Regions from separate parts of the Sus scrofa genome. Here all the other regions are linked to region 4. Evidence: chromatin contacts called from public Hi-C and HiChIP or PLAC-seq data. All regions are on one chromosome and are shown on one strand. The core of a region is the stretch at or near the end of the contact, and the rest is flanking DNA. Distances in the headings are between cores, read along the strand shown. Region 1 holds the start of PIGY (phosphatidylinositol glycan anchor biosynthesis class Y). Region 2 has its middle 33 kb from the start of NAP1L5. Region 3 holds the start of NAP1L5 (nucleosome assembly protein 1 like 5). Region 4 holds the start of FAM13A (protein FAM13A). Region 5 holds the start of HERC3 (probable E3 ubiquitin-protein ligase HERC3).

Region 1 (2,945 bases), core at 292-2,791, 510 kb after region 4:
ATATTTAGCGAGACAACGAGAAAATTTGGACGTTCCCCTCGTGGCTCAGCAGGTTACGAACTCAACTAGTATCTATAAGGATGCGGGTTTGATCCCTGACCTCGCTCAATGGGTTAAGATCTGGCTTTCCTGTGGCTCTGGTGTACGCTGGCAGCTGCAGCTCGTATTTGAGCTCTATCTAGCTTGGGAACTTTCATGTGCTGCAGGTGCGGCCCTAAAAGGACAAAAAAAGGGGGTGGATTTTGATGACTAACCAAGAATCTTCTAGTATACTGGGCTGCAAAGAATAGAGAAAATAAAAATGACAACATATGCCATTAACTGAGCATTCATTTGCCACAGGCATTTTTCTAAATACTCTTTGCATTCATTAGCACATTTTAAGCCCCAGGATGGAATTATATGAGGTAGGAACAATAATTAATCTAATTACACAGATAAGAAAGCTGGGGAGGGAGTTCCCGTCGTGGTGCAGTGGTTAACGAATCCGACTAGGAACCATGAGGTTGCGGGTTTGGTCCCTGCCCTTGCTCAGTGGGTCAAGGTTCCGGCGTTGCCGTGAGCTGTGGTGTAGGTTGCAGACGCGGCTCGGATCCCGCGTGGCTGTGGCTCTGGCGTAGGCCGGCGGCTACAGCTCCGATTCGACCTCTAGCCCGGGAACCTCCATATGCCGCGGGAGCGGCCCAAGAAATGGCAAAAAGACAAAAAAAAAAAAAAAAAAAAAAAAAAGAAAAAGAAAAGAAAGCTGGGGAGTTAGGAGATTTGCGGGAGCCCTACAACTAGTAAACGATGCACCTGGGACCAAGGTGTCAGGCCCGGACCCCCGGCACTTACCTCCTACACTATAAGAAAGAGATCAAATCCGCATCATTTTCTGGGAGAGTCAGAAGCAAATGCGGGGCGAGAAAAAAACCACTGTGTGGATCACCCACTTAATTAAAGGACACAGTTACTTAGACTCCTTGCGGTTTCCAAGCTCATTTACAGAAGCAAATGAGTGGTGCTATTATTATGCCATTGAGCCCAGGGTAAGAAACTGGGCATCTTAAGTTTAAGAGGACTAAGCCATTCTTTTCCCGTTCTTATATTTTTTTTAATGAAAGGAGAAAAAAAAAAAGCCAAACAAGGTTATAGGAAGTGTGGTACTGCAAAGACTGACAGATACACATAAAACAAGTAATGCTTTTTAACATACCCAGTGTGACAGTGTGTTGGAAACCTCCTTTTGGTGATAACCACGGAGGTCCAAGTCTATCACTGTGTGACTCTGAGGTCCGGCCACTGGCTTCCTGGAGGCCCTGCGACAGGCCCTGGTGAAAACTCAGGACGCCTCCACTTGAGCGTGGGTTTTGTCTGCAACCTGCAAACGGGCAGGAAGAGCCGCAGAAAGCCCAGGCTGCAGGCGGGGCTCTCCATACCGAGCGGTGCCGCGGGAAAAGCAGTCGGGTCCCGAGCGCCCTCGGAACCAAAGAGCGGGCCTCCAGCCGTCGGGGGCAGCGTTTCCCGAGCACCGGGGGGCGGGGCCTGGCCGCCTGGGCGGGACTCCCCGGGATCGGCTGGAGCGGCCGGAGCGGCCCAGGGGGTGCGGAGGTCCGCGCGCCGGCGGCCAGACCATGCTGAGCGGAGCGCGCGGTCGGCTCGCCTTAGCGCTGCGAGGGACACGCGCGCCGCCGTCCGCGGTCGCCAGGAGGTGCCTGCACGCTTCGGGCTCGCGGCCGTCCGCGGACGAGAACAAGAAGGAGGGGAAACCGCCACGCGCCTTCGACCCGGCGCTGCTGGAGTTCTTGGTGTGCCCGCTGTCCAAGAAGCCGCTCAGGTAAGATTCGTCCGCTGCGGCTTTTCCCTGGTGGCCCCCTGTCGCCGGGGAGACGTTCAGGTCACCCGGGTGTTCTTCGCTGCCATGTTTTGGACCCGGGCCCGCCAGCTTCCCGGGTACTCGCTCCGCCGCGGGAAGGGCGGGAGGAGGCCCCAGCCGAGCCCCAGGCCTCCCGGACCAAACCGGCCACTCGCAGGCCTGGATCCTGGCGGGCAGCTTCTCCGCCGGCAGCGTTTTAGAATCTCGGGGGAATCCTTCTTAAAACGCAGATCTCTAGGCAACGCCCCACCCGGGCTCAATCCGAAGGCCTTGGGGCCGAGCCAGAGCAACTGCGTATTTTCTTGAAAGGATCCCAAGTGATCTTCCTGTACAGCCAGGGTTATGAACTCGGGATTCGGAAGACTAATCCATGGCATTCAGATTTTTAAGGCAAGGCGATGAAAAATGTGATAGCTTCCAGATTGTTGCGAAAACGCCGGGTAGGATCTTAAGCGCATCAGCTACGTGTGCGGCCCTTTGGTTTTTAGTTCTCGACCAGCCGGTTCTGTAAAGGCCTTCTTAACCTTTCACCTAGACTCTTTAGGATAAACATCTCTGCAGTTGCAGGCTGCTAAACCTGAACGTGGACAATACTAGCAAACACCGCAGTGTCATCAGTGGCTGCCTTTGGGTGGTAGATTGCTGCTTCCGTGGTTTCCTTCTCATGGATCAGTGAGGCAGGTGTTCTGATAAGCGAAGAAGCTGAATTTTCCTCTCGTGTCTGTTCCAGTAGTAAATTAGCTGGGATCGTTTGAGGGTTTAAAAGAGTCATGAAGGAATATTTGGATGAAAAGGAGAGATCTTTTCTTTTTTTTTTTCCACTAAGGCATAGCTTAAGAATAACGTGAAAAAGAAAATGAGAGAAACAGACTAAAATGGGAACAATTAGAGATTCCTTTTCTAAGAGAAATGGTTGAATTGGCTACTGCTGCTTTTAGAATGAAAAACAGTCTAATTCTGCTTTTCTGGCTCTAACTGTGTGAAGAATTGGATAAATGTTACTGTTTATTGAACCTCAGACTCTTCCGGGATTCATTTTGGTTTTCTTCTGCCCCTCAGATATGAACCATCGACAAATGAATTGATTAAT
Region 2 (2,941 bases), core at 211-2,710, 310 kb after region 4:
ACCCTGGATCCTTAACCCCCTAAGCGAGGCCAGGGATCGAACCTGCATCCTCATAGATACTAGTCGGATTCCTTTCCACTGCGCCACAACAGACACTCCACAATCTACATTTTTGACAAGTTTCCAGGTGCCAAGATGCTGCTGGACCAAAGACCTTACTTGAAGGAGAGGGTGCAGACTGCACCCTGGGTATTTCGGGGAATGAGCAGCTCCCATCCGTTCAAAATCCAGGTTGACAGAAACCGGCGCACCTGATGCCAGCGGAGGCCAAGGGCTGCCTGATGTTTAAGGTCCTGATGTGGACGGATGGCCCAGCTCCATGGTCTGGGCACAGTCCTTTCTCTCCCCATCTCTGCCGCTTCGTCTGAAAAACGGGAACAGTCGTAGTACCCACCTTATTGGGGTTATTGTGAATTGACTTGGAGGAACACACAGCGAGGCTTCAGCACGCGGGGCCGCGTGCTGCTGTCATCAGCACAGAGACAAGGATTCTTTCTAGGTTGACGTCCAAACAAGGCATGTTTGAAGCAGGACAGGAAAGGCATGGTGCTCCCCCACCCCCACTGCCCTCCCCCTCTGATCCTCGTTTGCATGAAAAACAGCACAGGTACCTCCAGCCCTTCAAGCACCAGTCAGGACCAACCGGTGGGCAAGATTTCTGGATTCTCTTTGCAGAAAGAGTAAAATTGGGAGACGGGCTCAGATCCCGTGTTGCTGTGGCTCTGGCGTAGGCCAGCGGCTACAACTCCAATTCACCCCAGCCTGGGAACCTCCATATGCCGCGCGGGAGCGGCCCAAGAAATGGCAAAAAGACAAAAACAAAAAAAAAAAAAAGTAAAATTTGGACTATTCTCAAGGAGTTTGCCTCAAAACCTGTGTGCGGCTTTCTCCAAACATCTCTGCTTGCTCAGTCCCTCCCCTGCCAGAGGCCCCTTCTCCCTAAAGCATCTTGGGAGGCCTGTATGGGCTCAGACACGTACAAAAGAAGGAACCAAACAGCAGTGGAGACAGAGGTGGCAACGCCTGAGATGCATTCAGGGAAGGAAGGGAAAAACTTTTGAACAGATTTCTAGGTCATGTGGTGTCTTGAAGTTTCTGTCTCAGGCTATATTTTTAAACAACTAAAGACAAAGCATACCCCAGGGAGGAGAGCTGCTGGGGTTCTGGCAAGCTCTAATCAGCAGACTGCATTTCATCCAGCCCGAGGGCAAGGCTGGAAGGGGCGAGGGCCTGGGGTCTTCCTTCTCTGCCCCATCCGCCCCAGGGGGGCAAAGTGCCAGCAATGGAGCAAGCTTTGGGTTCAAATGACCTCACACACTCATCGAAGGAGGGCCCTGCCCCCATTACCTCAGAAATGCAGACTCCAAGTCTCCTCGGCAAACAGTCTGCCTGTGACTTGAACTTGAGAGTCCTGGGGCCAACATCTGAGCTCCCGAGAGCGCCCAGGCACGAAAGGTCAGAAGACCAGTTTTCAACAACTAGAAGCCTTTGGCAGGGGCAGGCTGGTTCTGCCGGGCCCATGAGCCAGTACCTAGTTGGCACTTGATGTTGACCTTTGCCCCTCAAGCGCTCCGGCCTCCTGTGACCCCGTGGTGATTGGGGTTATTTCTGAACCTGCTCTTTGGCTTGCTCTGTCTCCTAATCCTCAAGAAAAGCTGACCATCAAACACTTCATCTGATTTAGGGTTTGCCTTCATCTGAGGTGCGTGTGTGTTTGTGTGTGTGTGTGTGTGTTGTGTGTTTTAGTTCTTAATTTCTCAGGAAGTTCAATACCAATGGGAGCTGAATCAATAATTACCGTAGATGGTATCCAACTCCCTGGGATTAGGCCCAGGAAAATCAGCTTTTAAAAGATCTGAAGACCATGTGACTGCGAGGCCTGCCAAGCATCCAGCCACTCTTGGAAGAAAAAAAGAAAAAAAGCTGACAACTGAACTAATTTTCTCCACACATAACCGAGGAGGACACACTCCGTGACTTTTAGAAGGAAATAAAGGACCAGAGCCTGGTTTATTTATACAGATGCAAAGACTCCTCCACCAGGGGGTGGGACTCCTTCTCCAGCACCTCCTCTCTCGCGTATCCCGGTTTCTCACTCCACACGGAAAGGGCATTAAGAGGGAAACCCAAACCCATGCCCGACTCAGTGTGGACAAGCGTTTGAGTCCATCTAGGTTGGCATCCTTGACGTCAGAGACCAGCAGTTGCCACGCCCTACGCAGGGTCTGCTCTTGTCAGGTCACCCCGACCCGGAAGGGTGTGGCAGTAGCTTCCGTCACATCCCGCTGGAGAATTCCCTGGATCTAATCCATAGGAGAAAACATCCACCTTTCCCAGAATTCATGAGGATCTACTCCCTCCTCCTCCTCCCAAGCGCTTCCTCAGCCATTTGAGACACTGATCCCCAAGATAAGGCTCCTGCTGGAGGCTGCCAACCGCCCCCATCAATGCCCCACAAAGGCGTCTCTTAAAGATGGAGACGTTCCCACACCAGAAGACTCACGACGCCAGCAACCCTGGCGACCAACAGAGACGTGCAAAGGCAACACGGGCATCGTGTTCTTAGATATTTTAGAGTCTTGACAGTTGGTTTAAAATCTGCTTGGCTCTGTTGTTGAGAACCAAAGAAAACTGGAGATAACCCACACTTCTATTTCTTTTTGAGAGGAAATGATAAAATCCTGCAGACTAGCCTTGATTTTAATTTACTCTCTTCTATGCTTGACCCTACCACAAAACACTCTATGAAATCTGTTTTGATACGGTGTTGTATGCCCTCCTTTATTCCATCTTTATCGACCTCATCTGGTTAACTGTGATTTGGCTATTTTTTCCAGCTCTAGTGAGATATATGATTGACATGTAACATTGTGTAAGTTTAGGGTCTGCAGTATGTGCGTTGATCCACACACAGGTTGTAAAATGATTACTATGCTAGCCT
Region 3 (2,700 bases), core at 114-2,613, 340 kb after region 4:
CTAATTCAATATTCATAAGAACCAAAAGACTACACCAAATCACTTTGGGGAGTAACTTCCTATCATTCACACGTGTTTACAAAAAAGCTTCAGCAACTCCCAATATAATGAAAGTAAAACATTTACATCAGTAATGCTGAATCTGAAAACATGCCTGCGGAATCCCTCGCAGTAACGTTTGTCTTCCATATCTTTGCCCTGGTCCTTGTGCAAGAAGCTGCAGGTTTGGTTTAATAAATGAGCAATTAAAATGTCTACTCATTTCACTACTAGAAAACAAGAGTTCCATATTTAACTTTTTTTTTTTTTAATGTTCTCAGATGCTGCCAATCACCGGCAAGACCCACACAACACATGCCGAACCGTGGTGCGCCTTGGCATACACCCTGTGTGTCTGTGCGTCCCTAAGGCACAGCAATCCTAAACACAAGCTTCAGCTCCGCTCAGTCAGGGGCTCTCGCCCTGGGCCCCAGGGGTCAGAAGGCCTTGTGCGCCTGGGCGGCCTCCAGCTTTTTCCTTCCCACAGGACAAGGATTCTGAAGAATCTTCTGGAACATTCCAGGATACCCGGGTTCCTGAGATTCCCTATTCCTAGGGGTCCAAAACTGCTTCCAGGGTCCGTTTAGCTGAGAAAAGGCTCTGTCCCTGGTAAATACGCTGCTGGGCGGAGAAATGGCCCAGAGGGTACGTTGGGGGGGCGGGTGAGGGGGGATGGGCGTGCAACCTGCACTGTCCCCACCCCCCACGCACCCTCATCCGGGTCCCACAGAGGGTGGACCGGCGTCGGTTCCACCAGTCTGGGAAGACACTCACTGGAATTGGAGGTGACCAAAGCTGACTCCCCCCACCCCCAGAGAAAGCCAGAGGCGCCCACCAAGGCAGCCCAACGCCAGCGCCGGGGAGATGGAGACAAACACCAGGCCAGATGCACGGCCAGATGTCCCCAAGCACCCGGGGGGCTCGAGGGGCCAAGTGGAAACGGCTGAGGCCGTCCACGCACTTGCTACAGACGTGCCGCAGACCCCCGCTGCCTTCCCCAGCGCCCTCCACTGGGGGAGGGCTGCGGGCGGGGGGGGGGCAGAGTATCTAGGAAACGGGTCCTGACACCGCCCGCAGTGCGGGGGAGACGGCAGGGTAGCAACAGGAGGCGGCCGGTGCGGTTCGAGGGCCCGACCGTCAGCTGATGCCGCGGAGCCAGTCAAGGGCCCGCGGGAGGGGGGCGGGGCCGCGCCGCCACCGCCGCCGCCGCCGACGTCAGCGCCGCTTGCCACTTGCCGCTTGCCGCAGCCGCAGCATCACTGCGCTGCAGCTCGGGTGCCGGCCTCTGCGGGAGCCACCCAGACCCCTGCGCGGTTGCTCTGACATGGCCGATCCCGAGAACCAGGGCCCCGCGGAGCCCGGCCAGGCGGCCGCGGCGGCCGCAGCAGCGGAGGCGGCCGCGGCGGTGGAGGAGGTAATGGCGGAAGGCGGTGCGCAGGGGGGGACTCGGACAGCGCGTCCGGAGACTCGGACGGTGCGGTCGGCCAGACGGCCGAGGAGCCCCAGGCCCCTGCGGAGAATGCACCCAAGCCTAGAAATGACTTTATCGAGAGCCTGCCTAACTCGGTGAAATGCCGGGTCCTGGCCCTGAAAAAGCTGCAGAAGCGGTGCGATAAGATCGAAGCCAAATTCGACAAGGAATTTCAGGCGCTGGAGAAAAAGTACAACGACATCTATAAGCCCTTACTCGCCAAGATCCAAGAGCTCACCGGTGAGATGGAGGGGTGTGCATGGACTTTAGAGGGGGATGAGGAGGAAGACGATGAGGAGGAGTACGAGGAGGAGGAGGAGGGAGAGGAGGAGGAGGAGGAGGAGGAAGAGCCTGCGGCAGAGGCTGCGGCGGGGGCGGCGGCGGCGGCTGCCAAAGACGAGGGTCCCCACTCTGCAGTGTCTGATGACGCCAAGAAATAAGCGGGGGCCGAGATGGCAGAGGAGAATGACGATGCAGATCAAAACCCAGATTTTTTTTTTTTTTTTAATATTGGTGGACTTGAAAAGGCTCAGGTTTTGCACCAAAATTCAACGTGAATCAATTCTGACATTCCTGAAACAATACTAAATTGATGCAATCCGATTCTGGCCAGCCCGTTTCAAATGTGATTTCCAATTGGAACACAAAAACATCGAAAAGTCTTGAAAAGGAGTTAAATTTAAAATGATGTTTTCATGATCTCTTCTGCGAGGACTGGAGTTGAGACTTACGAAGGGTGTCAAGCAGATATGAAGTAAAGACGTCACTTTGAAACCCTTTCATCACACCATCATCGCCCCACGCACTGAACCCACACACAAGCCGAGACGGAACGTGTTTCCAAAGCCCAATTCTTCCATTTCTTTAGCCCTGCAGTTTTCCAGCGCAGAGAAGAAGAACCCAAGAAAAAAAATCTCATCTTTTAAGACTTTGCTTTTATAACCTAGACCTCAGCTTCACACTTTTCGAGAAGCGTGATGGAATGCAGGAAGCCGGTGCCAGAGATCATGACAGTACTGTTAATGAGGCCAAGAAAACTGCCACTTCAAATTCTAAAGACTGTGCTGAGTATGTGAATGTAGTGAAACAACGTGGTTCTGAGAAGGAGGGTGTAGAACCTGTACAATATTGTCAACATACGTGTGCATTATTTAGAGTCTCGTGTTTATGTGTGTTTTCTTGAGCGTGTC
Region 4 (2,751 bases), core at 149-2,648:
GCATCTAGATTATCTTAATCTAGAAGTTGAAAATTTTTTCTTTTTGTCTTTTGCCTTTTTAGGGCCATACCCACAGCATATAGGGGTTCCCAGGCTAGGGGTCAAATAGGAACTACAGCTGCCAGCCTCCCCAGTAGCCACAGCAACCTGGGATCCGAGCCACGTCTGCGACCTACACCACAGCTCTTGGCAATGATGGATCCTTAACCGAGGCGAGGGATCGAACCTGCAACCTCATGGATACTAGTCAGATTCATTTCTGCTAAACCACGATGGGAACTCCAAAATTTTCTTTTTTAGTAGAAAAAATGCTGTCATTCTCCCATCTCCATGTCTTTGTATGGCCTTGGGATGGTGTTATTCTGCCGTGTGGAAGTCGAGTCTGTGCAGTGTTTTGTGTGCACGTGGAAATAAAACGTACTCTGCTGTGTCCTGTGGTTTGCTTAGTACTAGTTGTCACCTTAGCTCCGCTGTGGGCAGCATGAGTTGGCTATGGGTACACAAAGAATACTAGATTTGAAGAGAAGTTTTGAAATGGGAGGTGATTTGTTTTCTCTTTTCCTTACACCTCCTCCCCTTAAGATATAAGGTTGTTATGTTTTGTGATTGGAGTAAATTTAAGCCTTTTAAAGTTACATCAGATGAAACTTCATAGGTAATATTCATCAGCATTCTCCTAAAATGTGCCCAAAAAAAGATTTGACAGAAAAGTAATAATAAAAAATAGGGCAGTTTCCTTCTGATTTATATGAAATGGATATTTTAGCTATCTGTTCTGGAAATTGTCAAATCAGACTTTCTAATGACACAGCATATGGAGTAGCAAATTCTTGAAGGTTCAGCCAGAGGCTAATTTTCCAGACTGTAAATCACATATGTAGATTTATGGCTGTCTAGAAACATGGGCTTTTATGTTTATCCCCAGTATATGCAAGATAATTTGAATGTAATTAGAAGCAGTAAGTAACAGCTACATAAAATAGAGCATCTGCACGTAGAACAATCCTGATAAAGGTGAAAGGAAGAAAATTTTGATAGAATTTAACCGATTTCTAGGGAGCCATAGAAATGAAAACTGCCTCGGGATAGAAATGAAAACTGCCTCGGGAGAAGGAGGAATATGCCTGCAGATGAAACCGGCGGGTGACTCCGTGAATTTCTCTTCGGGATGAGTAGCGACAGGAAGCAGGTGTGTGTTTCGCTTTGCTTTCTGCACTAAGCTAAGTCCTATTGATGACAATCACCAGGTGGTTGGCGGTTCCAAACTGAAGGCGCCAGTGTGTGACCTCTAGCGAGCCAGGTTTCCGAAAAAGATGTCAGCAACTTAAGGCCCAGGTCACATGACTCCTTCCGCTCGCTGGTACTAGAGGCTCTGGATCAAATTTCAACTCCAGGCAGTCCTCCCGGCCACGTGGGTTTCGCCAAATCAGAAGCCAAACCACACTTCCGAAAATGTTAGGAGCCGCTCCGCGCCTTCCGCGGGGACTCCGGATCCGGAGCTGGGTTTCACATCCGCGCACATCGCCAGAGTGGAATTTGAGGGCTGTGCCGTGATCTTGATGGTTCCAACCCGGCTCCATCAGGGCCACCGGGCACTTCCTGCGAGATGGGGGCGGGCGCTCTCGCCATCTGTGTGAGTACAGGCCACCTCTGCCTCCGTGCGCCCTGCCAGGGCGCGCAGAGGCCTCGGCCCTCCCGGTTTTGCGATGCCTGTGTCACTTAGTTTTTCCCTTCCTAGGAGGTGGGGGGAAGGTTCCCTTAAATTCCTTTCTATTCACATGGACGTTGATTGGGGGGGGGGGGCAGTCCGTCTTTTCGTCCACTTTCCTTTTCCAAAAAAAAGTGAAGAGCGATGCATGCGGAGCTCATTGGGGTCCGTGAACTTGATCTACTGTCGATCAGTCTCAAGCCTTGTAAGACTTTTTTTGTTCTGAAAGAGTTAAATACGAACGCTTCCTTGTAGCTACTGGAAATATCTTGTGCCTAGATGGAGCATGAATTAAAAGAATTAAAGTAACCATTCATCAATTTCCCTCAGAGAATGTAACATTTTTTTTCATTCCACATTTTTGTTTTCATTTAGTAATTCTAGAATTTTTGTTTCAGGAGGGTTGCTAAAAGTGATGGTAAAAGAGCTAACTAAGCTAATAAATGTGTGTGAATCCTGAGTCACCTATAGAAACCACTGGTTGTAATACTGTAGCAGCAGTAAATAACACTGATCTAAAAATCTATGGGAAAATGTGTATATGTCTAGGGCTGAAATTCATGAATTTCAAAGCACTTCCGTTGGTGCTTACGTGTAAGCTTTTGCAGTAACCAAATTTATCTTCAATTACTTAACTTCAGGATACTGTAATTAAATTTTTTAATTTCAGTGTATAGCAAATGCATAAATAAAATCTCAAGTTGATATTGTATTCTAGGTGGGCATTATATTTGTCCCTGGAGGTACTACATGAGAAATATCTTATTCTGTATTATCACCTTTCATTTCTCCCACGTGTCATCACATATAGGTCAGATCCAATGTGTTTTTCAGGTTTCAGCAAGAGCTGCATTTTGTTGTAGGCTGTGATGGCATCCTACCAGACATAGCTGGGTAATTTTTGACACCTAGGCCCTGAATGGCCACCAGATGGTGGCTTAGTCCCACAGGTTGAATTTTCTTAGTTAAGACTGCAAGGTGACACCCTCATGTCCACGCTCAGAACTTCTCAGCATCCTGTGAGCCCGTCTTCCTGACTCCCT
Region 5 (2,812 bases), core at 260-2,759, 450 kb after region 4:
CGTTTTCTGACTTCTAATGCCACCCTGCTGCTCCCAGGGTAAAGGACAGGAGGAACAGAGAGCTTCGCAGTATTCTGCCGCTAAAACACGACGGCTCTCTCTCCAGAGTCACTGCATTGTAAAAGGGTGTTAATTCTCATTTTATTCCACTCTTCTCAGTCTGGAGTTGAGAGAGCAGTTCACTTGATGTTATCAAACCATCAGATGAAAGGAACCTAGAAACAGCTTCATATCTGTGGAAAAAGCCAGGAGACACACCAAAATGAAAGAGAGCTCTCGAATTGTCTTTCCTGAAGCATTCCGTGCCTCCGAATGCAAGAAAAAATCCTGGAAGGCTGCGCTCTGAATTTAAGGTACTTCCTAATGAAGCTAACTTAAAAGCTACAGTAAAATGGAATCAGAAAACAACCAGAAACACTGACATACCCGACGCAAAGTTCAAATGCACGTCTCCCGGAGCCCACGGTGCAGACCCGGAATCAACGCATAGTTGTTGCTTTAGGTGCGGTCTCCACAGCCCTCCCCGGCTTGGTCTTTTTCAGGTTACACATGCTCTTCCCGGTCAGTTGTCCCGGTGTGCCCACTCCACACATTCACAAATGACTCAAAGTGCCACCTGCCCCCGAACGTCCCAGTTCCTGACACCCCCGCGCCCGTCCGCGCACTTACGTGTCCGCACACACACGCACACACACGTGTCCACACACACCCTCGCCCCGGCTCCGCCCAGGAGGCGGACTCCCACCGGGCGAGCCCGGCCCGGCCTCCGCGAGGTGGGTGGTGCCGGGCACCGCGGCCCCACCGGCGCTGTCACCGAGGCCACGGAGCCCCCCGGCTCCAGCGCAAACTCCTCGCAGCCTCCCCGGTTCCCCCAAACGCAGAGGCCCCGCCCGCCCCCAAGGCTGCGCGCCCCTCACCGCAACGGGGTCACCGGAGCCCCGGAATTTAAATCGGGCCAGGCGAGGAGGAAGGGGAGGATCCTCTTTTGACTTTCTGCGTCGCAATCCCTCCCAGCCTGCAGGCAGCCGAGTCGGGGTGGGGGGCGCTCCGATTTTCCAAGCGGCTTCCGGCCTCTCCGGGCGCCAGGGCTCTTTAGGTCAGAGCGAGAGCCCCGAGGACGCCCGCGCGGCCCAGGGGCACCCCGCGCAGCCCGGCCGCCCGCGCCCCGCCGGCACCGCGCCCCGACCGCCCCGCGCGCCGGGCCCCAGGTCGCCGCGGGAAGCGCCCAGCAGCCGCGGCCGCCCCGCCGGGAGCCGCGCGCTGACAGCCGGGCGGCGCGGAACGCGGCGGGCGCGCGGCTGCAGCCCCGCGGTGCCCTCCTTCCCAGGACCGCCCCCCCTCCCCGCGCACCTTGGCGGCCGCCGCACCGCCGCTCGGGATTCCGACGGTAAGAGCGCCACCGGCCCGGCTCGGGGTTTCTCGGATTTCGGCGTCACAATAATAAGGAAGTTTCCCCGCAAGCCTGCGGGCGGCGGAATGCGCTTGGGTGAAGGACGGCCCGCCCGGCCAATGGGCGCCCTTCTGGGGCGGACCCGCACCCACGGCGGCCGCGGCGGAGTCGGAGGCGGAGGCGGGGCGGCGGGGTCCGCGGGCTGGAGGCGGGGCGAGGCCCAGGCTCGGCAGGGAGGCGGGGGCGGCCCGAGGTGACAGGACCTGCGGGCCCGGGGAGGGGACAGCGGCGCCGGTGTTGGGTCGGCCACGATCCGGCTGCAAGACGCAGAGCGCTAGCGCTGGAACAGGGTGGAAGCGGTCGGGACGGATCAGCGGTTCGTTTTTCCGGTTCTAGGCTCTGTCTTATTCTCTGTGCAGAGGGGACCAAAAACCTTGGGCATAGGGGGAAAAGCTAGAGGGTGACAATTAAGGGTGAGTTATGAAGTGTCTTATTCCACCCACGGTGGAGGTGTCTTGTTTCCCTCGCCTTCGGGGGACGGGAGGAAGCTCCGAGCCGAAAGCGGGGCTGCGCCTTTGGAGAGGCGGGAAGGAGGTGGGCGCTTGCCCGGGATCCTCGAAGACAAGGGTGGAAGAGAAGAGAGGCTCTACAGATCAAGGGGGGCTTGGGGGAAATTGGAGGAGGGGGCTGGGGGAGCATGCCGAGAAGTCGCGGATCGGGAGATGGTAAAATCTTCTGTCTCAAAGTCACCATGTGACCTAAAGCCCAATAATGGATAAAGAAGTTTGCCCTCCCCTACTTTCCCTGGCACCGAATCTCTGAGCTTCCTCCTCCTCCCCAAGGTCACGGTGCTTCCCTTGGTCCTCTTCTGATCCACAGAAAATCTTGGGAAGAAAACACGGCAAAGGTGACTGCAGGAATCTTCTGCGCCCCCCCCCCCCAATTTGCAAGACAGAAGCAGAATACTGGGAAAGTACTACTTTAACCCAAAAGAATGACTTTACTAGTGGAAGAATTTCTGTCACCTGCCATTTGAACCGGGGAAGGTCTTTTGAGGCCAGATTCTTCTCAAGGATGTTCAAATCAGGTCAGGTCTGCAATTACCTTCTCTGAGAATTTAATAGATTGATCAAGCATAAAAGAAGTTTGGGGAAGTAGCATATCCTGGGGCCAGGGCCCTGTTGGCTGGCATATGTATTCTCAGGGACATAAGGCAAGTTGCCACATGCTCCTGAGACAAGCAAGATAAGCCAGCAGAATCTCAATTGTCTGGTAGCTGATGTCCTCTAAGAAAATAATTCCAACCTTTGAAGTTTGAATCACACTGGACACCTCCAGAAACACTGGGGACAAGATAAACACAATTCATTTATGCTGGAGGTGTAGCCATCTCACAGAAGTCGAGGTCTCACAAAGACGTAA

What was found. Hi-C and Micro-C count contacts between places; a contact is called where the count stands out from the background. HiChIP or PLAC-seq counts read pairs in DNA pulled down with a chosen protein or histone mark.
Region 1: a contact with region 4 is called in a Hi-C map of skeletal muscle, with 5 times the contacts expected there. The contact joins the promoter of PIGY here to the promoter of FAM13A in region 4. A contact is called at or near these places in 2 of 5 promoter capture datasets (fetal skeletal muscle and liver), 18 of 47 Hi-C or Micro-C datasets (alveolar macrophages, brain, embryonic fibroblasts and 10 more) and 2 of 2 datasets of contacts at active chromatin or transcription factors (alveolar macrophages and skeletal muscle).
Region 2: a contact with region 4 is called in an H3K27ac HiChIP or PLAC-seq map of skeletal muscle. The contact joins the enhancer-like site here to the promoter of FAM13A in region 4. A contact is called at or near these places in 2 of 5 promoter capture datasets (fetal skeletal muscle and liver), 8 of 47 Hi-C or Micro-C datasets (alveolar macrophages, embryonic fibroblasts, epiblast stem cells and 4 more) and 2 of 2 datasets of contacts at active chromatin or transcription factors (alveolar macrophages and skeletal muscle).
Region 3: an H3K27ac HiChIP or PLAC-seq map of skeletal muscle shows a contact between it and region 4, with 7 times the contacts expected there. The contact joins the promoter of NAP1L5 here to the promoter of FAM13A in region 4. A contact is called at or near these places in 3 of 5 promoter capture datasets (fetal liver, fetal skeletal muscle and liver), 2 of 47 Hi-C or Micro-C datasets (brain and fetal skeletal muscle) and 2 of 2 datasets of contacts at active chromatin or transcription factors (alveolar macrophages and skeletal muscle).
Region 5: a contact with region 4 is called in an H3K27ac HiChIP or PLAC-seq map of alveolar macrophages. The contact joins the promoter of HERC3 here to the promoter of FAM13A in region 4. A contact is called at or near these places in 1 of 5 promoter capture datasets (liver), 2 of 47 Hi-C or Micro-C datasets (embryonic fibroblasts and heart right ventricle) and 1 of 2 datasets of contacts at active chromatin or transcription factors (alveolar macrophages).

What each region holds. Positions count from the first base shown.
Region 1 is chr8:130,526,030-130,528,974 of Sscrofa11.1, forward strand. It overlaps PIGY (phosphatidylinositol glycan anchor biosynthesis class Y), which reads left to right and starts at 1,542. Exons shown (of 2, transcript NM_001271967.1): 1 at 1,542-1,816; 2 at 2,915-2,945. It overlaps PYURF (PIGY upstream reading frame), which reads left to right and starts at 1,542. Exons shown (of 2, transcript NM_001271968.1): 1 at 1,542-1,816; 2 at 2,915-2,945. The coding sequence starts at 1,614.
Region 2 is chr8:130,330,166-130,333,106 of Sscrofa11.1, forward strand. No RefSeq gene overlaps it. Among named protein-coding and RNA genes, the nearest start is that of NAP1L5, 33 kb to the right of the region's middle. Within about 2 kb of position 1,461, at least 14 of the 83 cell types and tissues checked have an H3K27ac peak or open chromatin away from gene starts, as enhancers often do. A contact at or near this core is called in skeletal muscle, where this site is marked.
Region 3 is chr8:130,363,203-130,365,902 of Sscrofa11.1, forward strand. NAP1L5 (nucleosome assembly protein 1 like 5) reads left to right here and starts at 1,364. Exons shown (of 2, transcript NM_001206893.1): 1 at 1,364-1,482; 2 at 1,485-2,262. The coding sequence starts at 1,364. The coding sequence ends at 1,950. All of the region lies in intron 22 of HERC3 (probable E3 ubiquitin-protein ligase HERC3), which reads right to left.
Region 4 is chr8:130,020,183-130,022,933 of Sscrofa11.1, forward strand. It overlaps FAM13A (protein FAM13A), which reads left to right and starts at 1,399. Exons shown (of 24, transcript XM_021100748.1): 1 at 1,399-1,633. The coding sequence starts at 1,607.
Region 5 is chr8:130,465,802-130,468,613 of Sscrofa11.1, forward strand. HERC3 (probable E3 ubiquitin-protein ligase HERC3) reads right to left here and starts at 1,510. Exons shown (of 25, transcript XM_021100756.1): 1 at 1,351-1,510. It overlaps LOC102166545 (a long non-coding RNA gene), which reads left to right and starts at 1,603. Exons shown (of 3, transcript XR_001298531.2): 1 at 1,603-1,766; 2 at 2,270-2,477.